Linked DNA regions of Zea mays: region 1 is linked to region 2. Evidence: chromatin contacts called from public Hi-C data. All regions are on one chromosome and are shown on one strand. Each heading gives the region's core, a stretch centred on a gene start, on an enhancer-like site or on the middle of the called end of the contact. The rest is flanking DNA. Distances are from core to core; before and after follow the strand shown. Region 1 holds the start of LOC103635013 (tRNase Z TRZ3, mitochondrial). Region 2 holds the start of LOC100279184 (Putative VHS/GAT domain containing family protein).

Region 1 (2,700 bases), core at 148-2,647, 420 kb before region 2:
ATCTTTAAGTTGAATCTTATATTGGCTGCAGCTCAGCATAAGACCATGGTTTTCAAAATGCTTTCTGCAACACCTCACAAAAGAGAAACAAATAAAATTCTCTTTTCAGCTAACTACAATTGTGTGCTATTTTTTAGGCAACAACCAATTATTAGCTTGTTCTGAAAAAATTATAGGAACCAGATCACAGCAGAACCTACCTCGCCCGCATTAAAAATAAACCTTTGTTTGTCAAAGAATAGTAGAATAGAAGGTGAAGTGTCCTGTGTGTCCATTCCTGTACCAAGTATCTGCGCAGGAATAACAAAGGGGAGTGAGATTGAATGAAAACCAAAAGAACAACAGTTCCTGCACTCATGAACTAGTTCAAGGGAAGAAATTGCCCCCACACTAATTATTTGGTTCAACCAATGCAGTGATTCACCAATGGGACAGCTGCATAAGGCCAGGCCAGCAGCTGGGGTTATTGAGTGCATATTTTACACATTATTACAATATAATCTCAGAGATTAGGGTGGATTTTTATGGTTATTATTGACTGAGTGTGTCGATGATGTATCTTTGTTGTAAATTCTGCACCATTCAACAGAATACGTTTAAATAATGATAGTTGTTTACCAAAAAATAAGTTAAATACTAGATGGCCTATGGTTTGGCTTTGGATTCTTTGTATGCTACCTCTACTCTTCCCATGAGAACAGTTTGGGATTGTATCTGGTTCATGCCTAGCAATGTTAGGCTAACAGACGCAAATGTGGCCTCTGGAACTACTAATCCACGGTATTTATAATTGCACACATGGTCCAATCTCTCCTCGAATAAACCCCAAACTAGGTATACTAGTGATTTGAATCAGAAAGTTGACGTAAAATGGCGCCAAGCAGAAAGAATCCACAAGTCAGTGATGCCCTCACCTGCACGTAGCATGTGGTGTTGACGGGGTTGAGCCTGCGGGTCTTGAGCTCCATGCTGCCGCGCTTCCCTCCGTCCTTCCCCTCGGCCCGCTTCCTGTTGAAAGCCACCTCCTTGTCCATCTCCTCCTTGGCGGGAGCCTTCCCGAGCGTGCTGGTCCCGCGGCGAGGTTCGGTGTGCCGGCGGCGGCGGTAGGCGAGGGCGCGGAGGCCAGCGGCGCGGCTTAATGAAGCAGGGCAGGAGGAGAGGAGGCGGCGCGAGTGGTGGAGGAGAGGCGCGGGGGCTGCTAGGGTTTGGGAGAGGGGGAGGAGGAGGCGGAGAGGGGCGGCCACCTGCGGCATGGCTCGCGCGTGCTACAGAGGTGTGCCGGTTTTATTTCGGCGGCGGCGGGCGGGGTTTGGGGGGCCGCGACCCGCGCGAGAGGGCACCACGGCTAGGCTCGACGAAAAACTCGTACGTCGTTAACTCGATCCACTCGACTCGATAGTAGCTCGACTCGACTCGTTTATAATTTGTAACGAGATGGGCTTGTATTTCAACTCGTTATGATAACGAGCCAGCTCGAACTGACTCGCGAGCCAAATGAGTTAGAGTAATTAGTCAAATCACAATAATCTCTAATCCAAAATAGTTAATCTTGTACTCTACTATAGTTAATCTTGTTCTTTGTTGAGTGTGGAATCTTAAGTTACAAACTCTATTCTTTTTTTCTAAATAGATCTCCTCTTTTTCTTTTGCTACATGTTTTTATATCCGTTCGTAGACACTAGATATGATATTATCGAGCTGGCTCGCGAGCTAAACGAGCTAGCTCGAGTTGGCAAACGAGTCGAGTCGAGCTAGATCTTTAGCTCGTTAACATAACGAGTCGAGCCGAGCCAACTTATTATCTTAACGAGCCAGCTCGAGTCGAGTCGAGCCGAGCCGAGCCGAGCCAACTCGATATCCACCCCTAACCACGGCACCACCATCACGCAGGAGACACAGGTAGTTTAGGTTTCTTTTTTTCTCATATCTTTTTGCCTCTTGCAGTCTGCAGACCATCCCATCAAACCTCGGTTTATAGATGGCCACACGAACTATACTCCTCATGCAGTCTGCAGACCATCCCATCAAACCTCGGTTTATAGATGGCCACATGAACTATACTTTCTAGATGGTCCAAAGTCTGATCCCGCAAAACAACAACACTAGCACGGCTCAACTCTATGTTCTTAGCTAGTGTTTGATTGAGGAGTCAAGTAGAACGGAGCCGTTCCATCTCTGATTCTAGGAACGGAGCCGCTATGTTCTGTGTTTGGTAAGCTAGAACGGAGTGTCTCTGTTTTTTGTTTGGTTGCAGAGTGAACTGGAACAGAGCGGCTCTGTTTTTTGTTTGGTTGCAGAGGGAGGCGTGCGAGCTGCTGCGCATGGAAGGGAGGACGAGCTATGCGAGCGGGCTGGGAACGGAGCGGCTTCGTCCCATTGATTTTTTGGAGTGGGATGGTTCCAGATCTAAGGAGAATATTCCCTAATTGGAGCCACTACGTTCTAGTTACTTTGTAACCAAACAACAACAAAAGTGGGACAGAACGGCTCCGTTCTACTTGGCTCTTCAACCAAACGCTATTAGATCGCCTTCAGCCGCTCACGTATCCTGTATTTTAAACTTTATTTTTATAAACAGTGTCATGTGTCTCCTATTTTATACAATCCACTGAAGACAATTTAGTGGTACTTTCGATCTAATGTGATGCAGTTTGGAAGACAAGAAACCATAAATATCTATCTCAGCGAACTAGTGTGGGA
Region 2 (2,700 bases), core at 21-2,520:
TATCATTTCAGTCCAGTAGAATGTTTGATATTCAGTCCCAATTCTTGGCCATGAACCAAATAAAAACAAAGTGCATCATTTGCCAGCAGATTCAGATACTCAAATATATTGTCATATGCGGAATCAAAACATTTGGACTGAAAATATGGAAACCAGAATACAGTATCTTCCCCATATTCCCACTGGTCTACCTCTATTTTTTTTTTTGCCATTTGTAAAATCGTCTGTGGATATTTTCCCTCATAGATGCAGCGCGCTGTGATTGATCAGGAAAAGTATGTTACAGCACCTAGTTAGGATACAGTAAGGGCCCCTCTCGTGTAGCATTCCCTTTTGCCACACGACCTAATCAGCAAATGGAGCATGGACAGTTATTTCCAAACCAGGGATTGCTCAATTATGATTTGAACAATGATGACCCAATGAAGCCCCCCCCCCCCCCCCCCCCCCCCCCCACCTCTACTGTGCGATCGGAGACTACTAACAGTTTAAAAAAATGACTACACGACGTGAGAATGCAAACGGAGCAAGGCAGGTACATTGCAGAGTCAGAAATGATGATCCTGGCAGAGACGCATGTGGCGGGTAGCTCAATTCGAGCAGCCTGGACCCCCTCTAGTTGGAACCTAACTCCGAGAAGGGTGAGCGCGTAAAACCACAACTGATCGCAGGCGCGATTGAGAATCTCGCGGGGATAGGGAGGGAATCTGATGGCGGGAGCAGCCCGAATCCGAGACAGGTCAGGGTAGCGGGAGAGGGGGTCCGTACCCGGGGTCGCGGTTGCAGATGTCGCAGATCTCCATGTTCTTAGCCCAGTCCGGGCCGATGAGCATGTCTCTGGTGGCGCGGTCCACCATGGAACCAGCCATGGCGGGCGGGGGGAACGGTCGGAGGGAGGCCCGGTGGCGGGGCGGCCGCTGCTGGCCGGATTGGGATCGGCAGCGAGCGGATGGCGCTCGCCCGTGCCCGAAACCACCCGCACCAGGCAAGTTGGCCGCGCACCTCTCTGTGACTGTCTTCCCCCTTTCTTTTTTGCCCCCACCCTCTGACTTTGTGGGGGCTGCAAAAATTAGGTACCTGCACGGCGACCACAGTGGCTCGCTCGCTGGCTGCCGCGCTCCGGGTGGCCGGAGAGGAGGACGTGCCTGCGACTGCGGCTGCGGCGGATCGGAGATGGGGATGCCGGTGGCGGGCGTGAATGGATGTTTCGTTGGAACCGACGGATCTGGCTCTGGCTGGTTGCTTTCGCAGCGGCGTGAGCTGTCCAGTCCAACGCGGACGCGGCGGAGGAATCCTCTCTCTTTCCCGTGAGCAGTGCCCCGTTGGGTTCGTCCGTGCCGTGCGTGTCACCGAATCTGAACCGGAGGCCGGTGCTCCGTGCTCGTGGGACTCGGGAGGGAGGACGCCTCGACGGCGACCCGGCAGCCGCCCGGCCCTCCCTTCCCTCGCGGCTTGCGCCAACCCAAACCCACCAAATGCACCTCGCAGGCCGGCCCAACCTGCAAAAGGCGCCAGTAAGTAGGCCCACGCCTCACCCTACGGCCCACGTAGCAAGCAGCCGCAAAGCTCCCATCTCTCTCACACACACACACTGACACAACACCCAGCCAAGAGCCAGGCAAGCAAAACAATAGGGCTTCATCCCACCGCGCGCCACCGGACCTTGAACGGTTGAACCCCCCTGCCTCCCCAGTTCCCCAGCCATGGCGGCGGCCCCCTACGACCGGGAGGACGGTCTGCAGCCGTCGGCGCCGCCGCACGCGGTGGACGCTTACGATCCCAGCTACGTGCCGGACTCCGTCAAGACCTTCGTGGTGCACCTGTACCGCCACATCCGGGACAAGAACGTCTACGAGATCCACCAGATGTACGAGGGCGGCTTCCAGCGCCTCTCCGACCGCCTCTTCCGCGACGCTCCCTGGCCCTCCGCGGAGGCCGTCGCACCCTACTGCGACGGCGATCCCGTCTTCCTCCTCCTCTACCGCGAGCTCTGGTACCGCCACGCCCACGCCCGCCTCTCTCCGCTCACTGCCGCGCACCGCGCCGAGTCCTGGACCAACTACTGCGACCTCTTCAGAGTCGTCCTTCACGGCGTCGTCAACATGCAGCTGCCCAACCAGTGGCTCTGGGACATGGTCGACGAGTTTGTCTACCAGTTCCAGAGCTGCTGCCAATACCGCGCCAAGCTCAAGACCAAGACGGAGGACGAGCTCAACCAGCTCAAGCAGTTCGACAAGGTTGCTAGTACTTGTCTTGTCTTCCCTTTCCCTTTCTTGCCAGGTGCATGACTCCAACAAATGCCCAAAAAATGGCAGTGAATCACGGCTCTGCTCTCCCTAAATCAAACGTACCTGCAGGCGTGGAACGTGTACGGGGTCCTCAACTACCTGCAGGCGCTGGTCGAGAAGTCCATGATCACACAGATCCTCGAGAGGGAGAAGGAGGGCCTGGAGCAGTTCACCGCCACCGATGGCTACGACTACGAGGGCGGGAGCAACGTGCTCAAGGTGCTCGGCTACTACAGCATGATTGGCCTCCTCAGGATACACTGCCTCCTTGGGGATTACCACACTGGCCTCAAGTGCCTCGGTCCCATCGACCTCAACCAGCAAGGGGTCTACAGCATTGTCATCGGGAGCCACATTTCCACCATCTATCACTATGGCTTCGCAAACCTTATGATGCGCAGGTGTGGCAAAC

The links. Hi-C and Micro-C count contacts between places; a contact is called where the count stands out from the background.
Region 1: a contact with region 2 is called in a Hi-C map of endosperm, with 2.3 times the contacts expected there. The contact joins the promoter of LOC103635013 here to the promoter of LOC100279184 in region 2. A contact is called at or near these places in 2 of 25 Hi-C or Micro-C datasets (endosperm and tassel).

What each region holds. Positions count from the first base shown.
Region 1 is chr8:29,487,895-29,490,594 of Zm-B73-REFERENCE-NAM-5.0, reverse strand. It overlaps LOC103635013 (tRNase Z TRZ3, mitochondrial), which reads right to left and starts at 1,397. Exons shown (of 12, transcript XM_008657582.4): 1 at 915-1,397; 2 at 201-290. The coding sequence starts at 1,253.
Region 2 is chr8:29,067,446-29,070,145 of Zm-B73-REFERENCE-NAM-5.0, reverse strand. LOC100279184 (Putative VHS/GAT domain containing family protein) reads right to left here and starts at 1,270. Exons shown (of 10, transcript NM_001349010.1): 1 at 769-1,270. The coding sequence starts at 869. LOC100279318 (eukaryotic translation initiation factor 3 subunit 6-interacting protein) reads left to right here and starts at 1,635. Exons shown (of 7, transcript NM_001152339.1): 1 at 1,635-2,237; 2 at 2,358-2,689. The coding sequence starts at 1,704.